2 separate regions of the Sus scrofa genome follow, and region 2 is linked to region 1. Evidence: chromatin contacts called from public Hi-C data. All regions are on one chromosome and are shown on one strand. Each heading gives the region's core, a stretch centred on a gene start, on an enhancer-like site or on the middle of the called end of the contact. The rest is flanking DNA. Distances are from core to core; before and after follow the strand shown. Region 1 holds the start of HERC4 (probable E3 ubiquitin-protein ligase HERC4). Region 2 overlaps MYPN (myopalladin).

Evidence for each region. A called contact is a pair of places that touch in the nucleus more often than the background predicts.
Region 2: a Hi-C map of embryonic fibroblasts shows a contact between it and region 1, with 4 times the contacts expected there. The contact joins the enhancer-like site here to the promoter of HERC4 in region 1. A contact is called at or near these places in 1 of 5 promoter capture datasets (fetal skeletal muscle), 5 of 47 Hi-C or Micro-C datasets (brain, embryonic fibroblasts, psoas muscle and 1 more) and 2 of 2 datasets of contacts at active chromatin or transcription factors (alveolar macrophages and skeletal muscle).

What each region holds. Positions count from the first base shown.
Region 1 is chr14:71,265,155-71,272,727 of Sscrofa11.1, forward strand. HERC4 (probable E3 ubiquitin-protein ligase HERC4) reads right to left here and starts at 4,363. Exons shown (of 23, transcript XR_002338528.1): 1 at 3,978-4,363; 2 at 1,855-2,158.
Region 2 is chr14:71,336,247-71,343,819 of Sscrofa11.1, forward strand. MYPN (myopalladin) reads left to right here. Exons shown (of 19, transcript XM_021072494.1): 6 at 6,569-6,710. Among named protein-coding and RNA genes, the nearest start is that of MYPN, 57 kb to the left of the region's middle. Within about 2 kb of position 2,870, at least 26 of the 83 cell types and tissues checked have an H3K27ac peak or open chromatin away from gene starts, as enhancers often do. A contact at or near this core is called in embryonic fibroblasts, fetal skeletal muscle and skeletal muscle, where this site is marked.

The sequences.
Region 1 (7,573 bases), core at 3,113-5,612:
AATCATTATACTATTCGTGCACAGTGTCTACCACCTTGTCCTAGACACAGAACAGGTGTTTAAATAACATTTTAAAAAGTTAAACTCTTAGTAAATTTCAGTAACTATACTGGCAATTTCCACGTGCTAGATTTATATTTTCTACTTGCTCTGTAGCCTCTCAGAAATTACTAAAGCAATACAGAGATATGTTCAGTTATTTCTGTGGGGCTTGTTAAGTATAAGAATGGTAAGAGCCCCAATATCATGAAAATCTCAACCTGAGGCAGCATTCCAAGCTAAGCAAAAAAGGTAAAGAATTCATCTGCCTCTGATGCAATAATAACAAATACATATCGATAAATTACCATTCATGTCTAACAACATGACAACCTCAAAGCCTAAGATTATGAAAATCTGGTAAGAATCCATAAAATACTCTTTCTGGCATAGAGTACAAGAAAGCTACCATTTACTTTGAGTTTTGCAATAATTAAGCTACTGTATTAAGCATCACTACCATTTATCCAAAAAAATTAAATTACAAATTAAAATAGAAGAAAAGAGATTAAAACCCTAGCAACAAAGAAAAGATGAAAACCATACAGCTTTTACAAGTTAGAAAAGTGAGACTTGCCATGGTGGTGAGATGGTATGAAAAATGAGTAACATGCCTTAATTTAATAGCTTAATATTTTATATATATATTAACCTCTCAAAAGTAGACTAACAGTAAAAACCACATAAATAATGATGTGGTAAAGAAAAGTATCTGCTGTAGAAAATACTTAGGTGCCATTGCTGTTAAAGTTAAAAGAAACTAAATCAGCATAGCTAGTCGTATCTGAATTTATCATCTTAGGAATTAACTTTAGTTAACACTGAAAGCGAAATTCACAGAAACAGTATTTTCTAAGTGTGGTAATATCTGATTTTAAAATATGTATATCCAGGAAAACAGAATTTAAGATGTGACCAGATTCCTCAAATTTCTCATTACCCTATAAATTATTTTATTTATTTTGCTTTTTAGGGCCGCACGTGTAGCATATGGAAGTTCCCAGGCTAGGGGTCGAATCAGAGCTACAGCTGCCGGCCTACGCCACAGCCACGGCAATGCAGGATCTGAGCTGCATCTGAGACCTACACCACAGTTCACGGCAAAGCCAGATCCTTAACCCACTGAGCAAGGCCAGGGATTGTAAGGACCAGTCGGGTTTGTTACCACTGAGCCACAACTGGAACTCCTGCTATAAATTATTTTAAATTTGGCTTATATGGTTACTACATAATCAGGACATCTCATAGACACAAACTTTAAGAGCTAATGTTATTACTTGAAAGTAGGAGACTAGGGGAATAAAAGATATTTCAAACTAAATAAAATCATGTATTTAAAAAACAATAGGGAGAACACAAGAAAAATGAGAATATATTTTAGGCAAGTAAATGAAAGTAGAAAAAGCTTGCATCTTATTTTTCCTTTCTGATGTATAGAAAACAACACGGTAAATTACACATTTAAAACCTGCCCAGGGTGGCTGAACAGTAATTACAAAAGAGAACCTACATACTGTAGATTCTATACCTATATACTCGGCCCCAAAGAAGATTTATACACTGTTCAGCAGGTGGTTTTCTCTGTTTTACATCACCTTAATTGTTCTGAAACCACTTAAAAGTCTGTAATAGCAGTTGTTAAAAGAAACCACAAAATAATTAAAGTACTTAGAAGCATGCAAATGTAAAGGACATATTTAAACTCTAGTCTGCTTTTAAACCATGACATGGGTTTAGGACTAGAGAAACTTTTTGACATTTCAAACTTAAATGATGTAATTATTAGCAATAGCAAACAAAAATTTTTCAACTTACCTGGTTTCTTTCTGGATTTTTCATGACCTAGCTGTCCTAGATCATTACATCCACATGTGTACACTGTTCCATCATCCAGAACAAATACTGTATGTCTGAGTCCACATCCTACATCTCGAACCTTTTTATTTATAAAAAAGTCACTTTTTCTGGGCTCTAGTACGATTTCTTCATCAATTCCACCCAAGCCTAGCTGTCCAAAAGATGCATTTCCCCAGCACAACATGTTTGTAATTCTCTTGGTCTTCCAGTTTCAATAAAAACTCCCTTCTGAAACACTGGCAAGTTGGAGGTATCCCTATGTCTGAGAAGACAGAAAAAAGTTAACATGACTTCAAAGAAAATATAATGTATAATTGCTCTTTCAAGTGCTAGGCTACAATAATTACTATGCAGTAAACATGAAGTCTATAATGTGCTACATAAGTACCATTCAGTTTCAAAAACCAATCAGTTGTAAATCTTAAAAGTATATCATATAGAAATGTTTAGGAAAATACATCACTCCCCACGATTCTTTGCAAAGTTTAAAATATTAACTAAATATGACTTTCTGTTTTCTTATGATATACTAACCTAATTGAAATATTAAGAACTCCAATGAAATTAACCTTTTCTCTTTGAATAGTTTCAGTCAGCGCAAGAAATGACATTTATCCACTGCCCCCCCCAAATCAGATATATACTCAGTGAAAACCTTGCAATAGCATACATAAACCTTTGTAATCTCCCTCAAGTCACAGAATAATTAGACCTTCTAATACCTACCTCCACACTAACCAAAAATTGAAGTTCTTATTTGTACTAGAAAAATTAAACCAATAATGGAAACTTTAAATTTCCCACAACTTAAATGACTCTTCCAACTATTCATACTAATAGACCCCAGGGAAAACTATGATTCTCTAGTCAAGCTCTGATCTTAAAAGAAAATCACCTCCAAAGGTCACACTTTACAAATCAATGTTAACACTCCGACTCACTACTAATTTAATTTTAAAACTAAACCAATATACCTAATTATAATACAAAAGAAAGTATGCAGTTTAAAAATCAAGGTTTCCTCCCCCCCAAAAAATCCAGTATTTTCTATTACGAGTGGTAACCGTGACTGAAAAATATTTCCCTGGGGCAATGAATATCTATCTATACCTCTGAGATAATTATTCGAAGATGGGGAAAAAAAAAAAAAACTGCAAACAACTCTGGCACTACCGATATTTCAAGAATAGGAATGGGGGCTGGGTCACTGATTGGTGGCGAAATCTGTAGAACTTTCCAGTACACTGACTATTTCTTCGCTTATAAAGACATGGGTAACAAAGAATTCACTTCATCTAAAACTACACAGATTTTTAGACACATCGTGTTACTAAATAACACAATTACAGGAAGTCAGCCTTATTCTTGCTGTAGTTACCCACATTCCTTACAGAGAACCTAAGTTTCAAAACCCAACTTTCCTACGCTAGGGCTAGCAAGTGCTGATGCTGTCTCATTCCATGAACCATCCATTAGGAAAACTTTAATTTCATTCTTTTGGGGCATCAGAACTCGATAGTTCCAGAGAGTTCTACACTGTCTTCTACACTGTTTTTATTTATTTTATTAGTTTTTTTTAAGACAGGAAAATAATCCCCGATTCCGGCACGAGGTTTAACCATCTCTTTCCTTTAAAAAGTCAGAGGGTATGGGAAAGGTGTCCTCTCGCCAGCAACAGGTAGGAGAATGAGAAGCAGTTTCTTCCCACCATTCCTTGAACGTGCACTCAGATCGGCTCAGGGAGACCGGGGGAGAAAAATCATCTGCACACACCCAACCTCGCGGGCCGACCAGTCATCCACGGCAGCCGCCCTCCCGCCAGCTCGCAGCAGCCCCAGAGGCCAGCGGATGAGGCTCGGCACCTCGGCGGCCCTCGGTCCCCGAGAGGCCCTTCCCCAGGGAGGTGCGACATTCCAACTCCCGGGCCAGGGGCCCCCGACGCTGCCCCAGTCCCCCACCCCCAACCCCGAGGAAACGCTGAGAAAGCACCCTGCGCCAGGCCGGCCTGTATCCGCCCAGCCCGGCCTCCCCCCTCCCTAACGCCGTCACACGCCCCCGAACCCACCGGGGCAACGACTCACCCGGCCCCTCAAGGCAAGGGAAGCCCAGGGCGACGGGGGGCGGCGCCTTCCCCGAGAGCAAGGCAGCGCGGCAGCTGAGGCAGGTCTCCAGCTCCCGGGCTCTCTTCCTTCAGCCAGTGGCGGCGAACACCAGAGCTCCTCCGGCGTCAGTGAAGCTGTTCCGCTGCTCCCCTCCCCGGCGCCTGTGAAACTTTACCGGGCTCCTCAGAGAAAAGCAGCCGCCACCGCTGTCCAGTCCAGAGACAGCCGTCGGCGACCCGGATAGAGCGGGAGGGGAAGGACAGAAGCCGAGTGGGGCGGAGAGCGTAGGGGTGGGGAGAGTTGAGGAAAAGACAGGGGAGGAGAATGGAGAAGGGGAGGTGGTAACGCGAGGGAGGGGGAGGGGTTGGCCGGAAGTGAACCTCGGAGCACGCGCGTGAGCCCACCCACTTCACGGCCCGGGCGCCTGCGCCGGAATTCTCCCAGGGCAAACCAAGCCGGACGCTTGCGCAGTATGCCGCTTTGCCTTTGCTCAAGAGGAAGTCCCCGAATACAGAAGCTGAAGTTTGCACGTCAAACCGGGTGTTTGGTGTGACTTATAAAAGCGTTTCAGCGTGCACAGGAATCTTTTAGTGAAGGAAATCTCTTCGTTTTTTGGCTAAGTTTCCTTTTCGTATATTGGTTCCAGTCTTTCTTTTTATTCCATTATCCAAGGAGAATTTGAAGTAGCATCACAGACATCACAAATACGGATACAAAGGCTGGCGAAGTCTCTTATGTCATCCCTTAGCCTCAGCTGGAGCTAATCTGGGTTGTGCCAGATGTATTCAGGGCAATGATGGAACCTTCTGGCGTTAAGGTTCCTGATAAAGTGAAGGCTGCCATAATTTTCTGCACTCACCCTGGGAGATAAACTTATAATGAAGGGCCTCCTTCATTCAGGGAAAATTAAATAACGTGTATGGCTAGAGCCCTGCCTTATAAAAGCGAAATCCAGATTTCCTAGACCAGTTAAGGAAGAAAACTTGAAACAAGGCACTCCTGAAATTTTGTTAGACTTCTAGTACCTCATCTTAGAGTGGATGTTGAGAACCTAGAAATAATTCCACAGTAAGCCATGTTTCTTTATCTCAGTGAAAATTATATTTCAGGTTGGGAAGTGTCTCTCTGCTGGAATATGTATGTGTATTAGTTTCTTGAGGCTGTCATAACAAAATACTGTAAATACCACGAATTCAGTAGCTTGAAACAATAGGAATTTATTGTCTCACACTTACGGAGGTCAGAAGTCTGAACTCAAGGTGGCAGCAGGATTGGGTCTCTCTTAGGGTCGCAGGCAGAGAATCTTGCCCATACATCTCTCCTAGCTTCTGGTGGTTGCTGACAAACCTTGGCATTCTTTGTCTTGTAGATACACCACCACTCTAATCCCTGCCTCCATGTCCACATGGTGTTCTTCCTTGTGTTTCTATGTCCCAATTTTCCTCTTATAAGGATACCAGTCATTGGATTAGGGCCCACCCTAATCCATTGTGACCTCTTTTTACCCAGATTGCATCTGCAAAGACCTTATTCCCAAATAAGGTCACATTCTTAGGTACTGGAGGCTAGGACTTTAACTCTGGAAAACCCAGTACAATGCACAACCTAATTTCTTACAGAAATAAGAGTAAAATTATAAGATACTTGAGCAAAGGAAGCATAATTTCAACATTAGGAGTGGTGGTGATGCCCATGAAACATACTGAATTCTTATTTTGATAGCTTCATTGTCCTCATAGGCCTTTTGTTGTCTTTTAACTATCATGCCTTGATGCCTCAGAATGTATCATTAAAGGGGAAGTTATGGGATTTGGGATCTTTAAGATATGTACTTGATGCTGCAACAAATGACACCAAAATATGAGCAGGAACATAATAAAACTATTTTTTGTATCTTTTTCACATTCAAAGTGGGTGTTCCTAATGATTGAAAACTGATGTTCTTAAAACTTTTGTCTGGGAGGTGCCACATATCACATCTGCACACATAATATTAGCAACAAGTACATACCTATATGCAAGGGGACTAGGAAACATAATCCCTGTCTGAGTTCCCAGGTATCACTTTAAACCGTAGAAGAGAGCATGAATTAGTGGACAGCTATCTCTGCCACACAGATGCATCTCTTTCTAGAATTATTTTATGTAGGTTTTGATAAATAATATTCTAATTTTCTAGAAAAGCAGTTAACCTTGAAATTAGATTAAGTTGTACACAAATAAGCCACAAATTTTACATTTGTCTTGTCATACTATATGAATAACTTGGGAATTTATAGATACTCATTCTCTGGAATAAGATATTTTATTTAGAATATTCTAAAATACAGGTCTTGCGTATAAAAAGTGAAATGGAATTTTCTATATGTTACTTTTAACCTTATAAATCTATGAAACTATGATGTAAGATCTTAGAAAGTAGCCTATAATTACCTTTAAAGTGAGACAAGCATAGGAGCAGAAGGTTATTAGGATAATGTGAATTTGTTGTATAAAAGCAGCATGAGTAATTGATGATGAGTATCGGCTTGTGGTGCTGGTTTGTTTGGATTCAGAGCCTGAGCCTGCAGGCCACTATCCTTCTATCCTCTCAAAGACACCTACAGGCATTTACTAATAGTCTGTTTTACAGAAAATAACTCCTCAGTCACAATTTCTATAAGTGGGCGAAGTTAATAATCCATATCTCACTTCATTGTGAAGATTTAATAACATGTACAGTGCCTTGAATAAAGCCAGTGGTTTGTAAATGTTACCTTTTAGTATTACTAATATCATCTCTCCTAAACTACAAGTAGTAAGAGACCATTTGGGAAAGCATTCCATATCACCAATAACGATATAATTTTTTTTTGGCCCACCCCTGCAGCATATGGAAATTCCCAGTCTAGGGGTCAAATCAGAGCTGTACCTGCCGGCCTACACCACAGCCACAGCAACATGGGATCCGAGCTGGTCTGTGACCTCCACCATAGCTCATGGCAACGCCAGATCCTTAACCCACTGAGTGAGGCCAGGGATCAAACCTGCATGCGCTAGTCGGGTTCATAACCCACAGAGCCACAACAGGAACTCCAATATAATTTTAATTTAGAACAAAAATAAAATTGTTTTACTTTTTGTGTTATTTTCATTTTTTAAAAATGCTCAGACTGTTGAGAGACCACTAAAATAGGTATTCATTTTGTCCCCCTCTTCCCCATGCTCCCTTTCATCAGCCATATTGCTTGTGCTGTACCCCTCCTGACATCCTTCATTCAAATCTCTGCTCATGTCATCTCTCCAGACTTCCCCGACCAACCTATCCAAAAAACTACCCCTCACGCTCTATAATTTTATTCTACTTTATTTTCTCTTGTATCTGTTATTATTATTACCACCTGATGTTTATTGTATTATACACAAATGTATAATATACTTATTATATTACATATGTCATATATGGATAAATTTAAATAATTATGTGCCATCTATAAGTATATAGTATATAGGTAGATATATAAACGTTTATCTCTTTCACTGGAAAGAAGACTCCATAAAGGCAGGAGTTTTTCCTCAGTGCTCTATTCCTTAAT
Region 2 (7,573 bases), core at 1,620-4,119, 70 kb after region 1:
TGTTTCTCAGCACTTACTATTCCAAAGGTTTCTCTGGATGTCTTTGGTGCTCAAGGAGATAGCATTACATGGTCTTAGCTTAAAATAAAGCCTCACTCTAGGACAAAGAGCTTTCTTTTTCTAATCCATGGTATCAACTATTGCAATGGCATCAAATTCTGAGTCTCATAATCTTTGCATGCAGAACTGGAAATTTTACTCAGGCACTTTCATTTACAAATGAAAAAACCAAGGGAGGTTCAGACAATACATCCAATGTCACAGAACTAGCTAGTGGCAGAAGCAGGACTAGAAATACGTTCTCTCAATTCTACTCTTCTTTCCCTTATACAACATAGACTTCGTTTATATGTTGCCCAAGACAATAAATTCAAAGGTGAAAAACTGAGTCGCATTGGGTTTGTTTTGGTATTATGAAAACCACATGGATTGAGTCTATGCCTGGATTTATAATTATTGTTTTGACGAACACCAAAATTAAGCCCTAGGAGATTTTATCCTCTCAGAAGTACACTTTAGTTTAGAGCAATGGTTCTTACTCAGGATTCATTTTGCCCTTCAAGGGACACTTGGCAATGTCTGGAGACATTTTTGATTTTCACAACTGGGGGATGGCACCAAGAGAGAATGTTAAACATCCTGTAATAATAAGATGCCAGCCTCCCCAAACAAAGAATTATCCAGCCCAAATTGCCAACTAGTCCTAGGGCTAAGAAATCATGGTTTTAGAGCAAAATGGCAAAAAGTACTAACGGCAATGAGTACCAATCCTAAAGGAAGAACTAAGTTCACAACTTCCACCAAAACATCAATTTTAGGAAAATTCCACCGTATCAGCTCATCCAAGATGGCTTTCCAAAATCAAGCAGAGTCTGAGCGTGAGACGTGTTTATCCATAACCATATCAGGTGGGCATGTATTTTCATGAGAAACAAGATCCCTCAGTTTTTAAGGTTTGTTTCTTGTAATCTGCTTTCTGAATTTAAATTTTGCTACTTTCAAAGATTTGAGGTAGGAAAGCAACATGTTCTGGCTTGGTGAATACCAGACTTCGATGAAGAGTTATAAGTGGACCGCGCGCGTGCGTGCATGCATGCATGCGTGTGTGTGTGTGTGTGTGTGTGTGTGTGTGTGAGAGAGAGAGAGAGAGAGCAAGAGCGCGCACGAAATAGCTGATAGTGCTACCTTTCTTAGTTCACTGCTAAGTCAACTAGCCTTAAATCAAAGCTTTAAATGCCAATTAATCTCGACACTTTAATTTATTATGCCCATTTGTCACACTTTTTGTGACTCTTCAAAGGCAATTAAACTGCAGAATGATTTATACCCAGTCCCAAACTGGAGTTCCTCCTCTCTTCTCCCCACCACCATCTGCCCAGCCAGACACCAGACAGGTGCCCTTAATCTCCCTCCACACTTACAGATCTTTTGGGTGCTCTGTCTTTGCTGCATCTGTATCACCTGGTACCTATCTCTGGTACAATATTTAACACAATAATAAAGCTGTTTATGTTTCTGTCTCTCCCGAGCATCTTGAAAGCTATCTCTAATATCTAGATAGGAGTCCATAAACGTTACAAGAAGTCCAAAGCCATTTTTATTATTCTAGTAGGATTTTAACACTCATTCTTCACATGTAATTTTCATGGACTGGTTAGCAACAAGTTTAGCTGCTTCTTTTTTTGTTTTGTTTCTTCATTTGCTTTTTAGGGCCGCATCCACAACATATGGAGGTTCCCAGGCTGGGGCTGAATCAGAGCTGTAGCTACCAGCCTACACCACAGACACACAGGATCCAAGCCACTTCTGTGACCTGCATCACAGCTCACAGCAAAGCCGGATCCTTAACCCACTGAGCATGGCCAGGGATGGAACCTGCATCCTCATGGATGCAAGTCAGATTGTTAACTGCTGAGCCATGACGGGAGCTCAAAGTTTAGCTGCTTTTGTATAGTGATTGCTTACCTCCCTCTCATTAGATGCTCTGAATTGCAGATACATATATGTCTTTGATAAATAAAAATGGGGAAATGAATTTGTCATCAGTCTCTGCTGTTTGTTAGATAAATCTCCAAAAACATTTGATCCATGGTGGGAAAACAGTACCAAGTACAGAGACTCACACTCTGGTGAGGCTTTCTCAGCCCTCGGGAAGTATGCTTTTGCCTCCATAAATGGGATCAGGGCTGTTCAGACGTAAGGCCCTAGGATAGGCTGTGGCTCAGATTCCAGAGGGACTTATCAGCAACGATGTGCTTGCGTTAGTTTCCATGGGTAAGGGCAGAATTGAGGTCATAGTCACTGCCAGTGTCATTAGAAAATTTCTGAGTCAGAGCCACTGATGATGGTAATCACGTGGCATGAGCCATGATAACTGATCACTGGCATATGTCTGTTCGGGTTATTCCTGCTCTATTTACTTCTTTAGGGACTTCTGGCATTCCAGTCCCTATGACTCACTTTCTATACTGCCCAACAAAGCATTTCTTTGCCAGTCATGGCAAGAGGCCATTTTTTTAAAGCAATGATTAGAGAGCAGACTTTTATTTAACTCCTGTTCTGATGATGGGGAAGTACTGGTATTACCCTCTTTTAAAAAGGATGGTTGCACAGCAAAACAGTGGTAGAGTTTGAGAGAAGCCTGGGGCCACATATGCTAGTTCACTGCTCTACCTGTAAGTGATAATTATGTTCTAAAATATTTTATGGAGATAGACTATCCTCCATCTTCTGTACAGTATCAAAAACACTTTCATTCTGTTTCTTTGGGGGGGGGGAGCGTGCTCACACTTCTTGAGTGTGCAGGGAAGTATATGATCAATTAGAATCTTACTCTGATCACTGCTCCCACTCCAACAGCAGCTGCTCTGGCAGGCTTTCAAGGCTGCAGCAGCCTTGGCTCCAACTGCTTCAGCAGTAATTTGAAGAGTGCAAGGGGGCAGGGGAAGTGAAAATTTGAAGAACAGCACTTCATTATATAATAGCAGAGACAGGAAACCCTGAAATAACTGGGCCAGTGGTCAGATCTAAGTTTCTGAAGACTACATGGGCCCCCCTCCCCAACTTGACAATTCCAGAGACTTCTCTGACACAGCTCTACCCTGGGCACTTGTAACAATGTAGGAGCAAAAAAGGTCTTCAAAGACTTATCAGTAAAAAAAACTGCTCTGATCCAGCCTAAAGCATATACACCTTCACTTCCAGCATCTTACAAGGTGCAAAAACAGCAACTGGATTTAAAAAATAAAATGACAATATGAACCTTGTAGCTGCCCTCTTTTAATCAATGGGGGAGATGCCTTTTCCCAAGGATGTCCCTGCATTATACTTCCAGATATAGATCCACTAAGCGGAACTGTGTCCTTTTAGCTCACATTTATAACATCTGGCACAGAGCAGGCACATAGTAATACTTATTCTGTGGTAAATAACTTCCATTTCAGCTAAGAAGGAATTATTGCTTTCATCGCTTTGTGATTTTAGCATGTCTTTAGGAGGAATAGAGAAAGAAATCCAATATCAAATGCCTGTGGAAAACTTCTTCTCAAGGTTCCGTGTCCCCCTACAGAGAAGGTCTTCCCAGATGATCAGCATGGTGATGAACCACACGACAGATTTAATCATTGGATACTATTTACCTCAGGAGGGTGTAGACTTTTTTGTTACAGTGACTTTGAGTTCAGATCTATAATTCCTAATTAAGGCTAATTTAATCTTTGCTAGTTAGGGATGGTTTCATGCCTTATTCATCTTCAAGAAAGTCAAGAAGAATAGGATCGAGTCTGTATACAATGTTCTCTTGGTAACAGCCTAAGACCTGCTGCTGTGTGTTGAACATGGCCCTATCTACACCATGTTCAGATGGTGTAACTGGTTTGGACCTGACGTGCAGTCGTGTGAGCCAATTTCTTCTCGTGAGACTTTGGTAGAAAAGCACAGTTTTCGACAAAACAACCATCATCCTTCAAACTATGACTTTCAACAATCTCTTCTAAGTGGCTCGTTAAGATGACTCGGGGCAACTCCTTCACTGAGTATTGATGTGTCATGCTGGAATGAGCTTCCATCTCACATTGCAGACACTTAGCAGGCATATTCTATAAGCATAGTATCTCAGGTATATTGGCTGAACTCTCAAACAGAACACAGACAGGCCTTGGGCTTCAAAGACAAGTGAATAATTACAACCAACTAATGTTGGTCTCAACTGTGAGTAATATACTCTCTCAAAGAAGTCCCTTTGCAAGCAGGACTTTGGTATAACCTCTGCAGATTGAGAACTGGTTCACATATCTGAACCACAGGCCATGTCAGAATATATACATTAGTGTTCCTGTTGTGGCTCAGCAGAAGTGAACCCAACTGGTATACTTAAGGACTTGGGTTTGGTCCCTGGCTCAGCTCAGTGGGTTAAGGATCCGGTGTTGCTGTGGCTGTGGTGTAGGTCAGCAGCTGAAGCTCCTATTCAACCCCTAGCCTGGGAACTTCCACATGCCACAGGTTTGGCCCTAAAAAAAAAAAAAAAAAAAAAAAAAAAAAGAGAGAGAATGTATAGATTGACCTCATTCTGCTTACATCCATTTTTTAATATGCATCCCTGTATTTTATTTATTCAATCCCTCTGCTACCACTTTTTTTTGGGGGGGGTTGCTTTGGTTTTCTAATTTGTTTGCCTCAAAAGGAATGAAATTTCATTATGTATGAATCCCAGGGAGATATCTTCTGTCATTAAGGGTTTTTTTTTTTTTTGTCTTTTTTGCTCTTTCTTTGGGCCACTCCCGCGGCATATGGAGGTTCCCAGGCTAGGGGTCGAATTGGAGCTGTAGCTACCAGCCTAGGCCAGGGCCACAGCAACGCGGGATCCAAGCCGCGTCTGCAACCTACACCACAGCTCACGGCAATTGTCAACCCACTGAGCAAGGGCAGGGATCGAACCCGCAACCTCATGGATCCTAGTCGGATTCGTTAACCACTGCGCCACGACGGGAACTCCTGCCATTAAGGTTTTGAACAGGCTCCCAAACTACCATTTTAGCACAGAATTTACTCAGATGTCAGAGTGGAAGGCATATTCACCCGCTTGCCAGGAGCACCCAAGACTCGCTGATGTTCCCTGCTTACTGAGAACATTCCATTCTTGTCACTAAAAGCTACTGTTTTGGGGTAGACGAGGAATGACCAGGTTTTTAATCAAATAGTTCCTTACTACTTCAGAAACCACTCTGTGCCAATCCCATCCTGAATTGCTTCAGCAAACAAATTTGAAAATGCAAAGGACAAAATACTAACTTTGAACTGCAGCGCCCCCTGGAGTTCAAAAACAAATTTACACACCCTTCTGAGGTAAAAGTCTCCTAAAAGACTAAGCTAAGCCATGTGGCCATCCTCAATCCTGTACTCCTTATGTAAATGCAGTAAATATGATGGCCCATGCACGAAATGTCATAAATTGTTAGGACAAGAGCTATAAACAATCACAAAATATTTATAAGAGTGAATGACCAAAGCAGAAGGCTTTCCCCTTCTCCAAAGCAAGAGCCAATATTTCCTAAAGGCAGATGTCAAAATTGTAATAATACAAGCCTTGTAGTATTTGTTGTTAATGGAGCTTGTAGAGGAAGTTAATCATAACCTTTCCATATTTATAATATTTTGGCTAAAATTAAAAACAAAAATATGCCAAAGGAGTATTTCATAATCAAATGAAGTACCAACTACACAAATGAATGTGTGACTTTAAGTTCACAAATCACAATGAGGGAAAGACAAGTTGTGAAAGGAGCATGTGAGTTCCATTCTCCCATAGAGTCTAATACAACATATACTGATATTTTACAATTGAAAGTGATTTTTGTCAACTTTTTTGTGTGGAAGTGTGGAAGAGTGTTTACTGATGCCTTCACAAAATTATGACTTATTTTCACCATGATGTAGGACTCCACATGTGGCTGATTTTATAGAAACTGTCATTGTTTATCTCCCTCAACAGACATGGAGGCTATACTGTAAAAAATACAAAAGGAAAACAAAATAGCAAAACAAAAGTCAATTTCCAGGACTACAAAAGGTAGACAAGGCAAAGTCAAGAAAAGAGTCAGTCTTGAGCCACAGAGATGTTCCACCTCAAGGAAGATTCCTGCATGGAAAAATACATTACTCTCAGGCTGAATACAGCTAGTAGACACTCATTGCAGATTTTCAAAATTGTTATTTCTGAAAACCAAACTCCACTTGGGCATTTTCTTAAATGAAGCAGAATTACTTTACAAAAAAATTAGTATTTTGCAAACTTTCCAAATGTTTTGCCTAGTACTCAGTAAATTTGTCTGGCACTCAACAGAGAGGAAAAGGAAAAAGACAGTGAGGAAAAAGCTTCCTAAGGGCTCAAACGATTCTATCTTCAAAAATAGATTCAATGTACATTCAGAATTGAAGATGCTGAAAATGTACAAGATTTGGAGAAAATCCAAATATGGAGGCAATGGTATCTTTTTCTAAAATTCTGCACTGGAAGTAGATTCCAAAAAGTGTATAATTTTGGTTTCTAAGAATATTCTTCTTATTACAGATGTTACAAAATCTATCAGCTTCTGAGGGTCAGCTGGTTGTCTTCGAATGCAGAGTAAAAGGAGCTCCATCTCCTAAAGTTGAGTGGTACAGAGAGGGGACCTTGATAGAAGATTCTCCAGATTTTAGAATTTTACAGAAAAGTAAGTTGATGCTTTAAAATTATTTTTCTTTCTTTCTTTCTTTCTTTTTTGGTCTTTTTAGGGCTGCACCCATGGCATATGGAGGTTCCCAGCCTAGGGGTCTAATCAGAGCTGTAGCCACCAGCCTACGCCACAGCCACAGCAACGCAGGATCCGAGCCTCATCTGCAACCTACACCACAGCTCAGGGCAACGCTGGATCCTTAACCCACTGAGTGAGGCCAGGGATCAAACCCACAACTTTGTGGTTCCTAACCAGATTCATTTCTGCTGTGCCATGGTGGGAGCTCCTAAAATTATTTTTCTGATAATTTCTATAAATTTATTGTCTACATTTATTTTCATTTTTAAAGTGTGTACATTTATTAGAACTTTTAACAACTAATTAAAATGTAATGAAAAAGAATAAGCTAAAAATCACTTATAGGGAGTTCTCACTGTGGCCCGGGGAAACGAATCCAATTAGTATACATGAGGATGTGGTTCAATCCCTGGCCTCATTCAATGGGTTAAGGATTCAGTGTTGCCGTGAGCTGTGGTGTAGGTTGCAGACACGACTTGGATCTGACATTGCTGTGGCAGTGGTGTAGGCTGGCAGCTTAGCTCCAATTTGACCCTAACCTGGGCATTGCCATATGCCACAGGTGTGGCCCTAAAAAGCAAAAAAAAAAAAAAAAAAAAAAAAGACGCTTATAATCATGACCCACCAGACTAAACCCTGTTACTATTTTGGTGTATATTCTCCAAAAATGTTTCTATGCAGATGTTTTTTCAAAATAAACCATACTTTTTTGTAAATTGATTTTATTCACTTAATGTTTCATGAATATCTTTCCAATCTAATTGATAGATGTTTTTACTTTT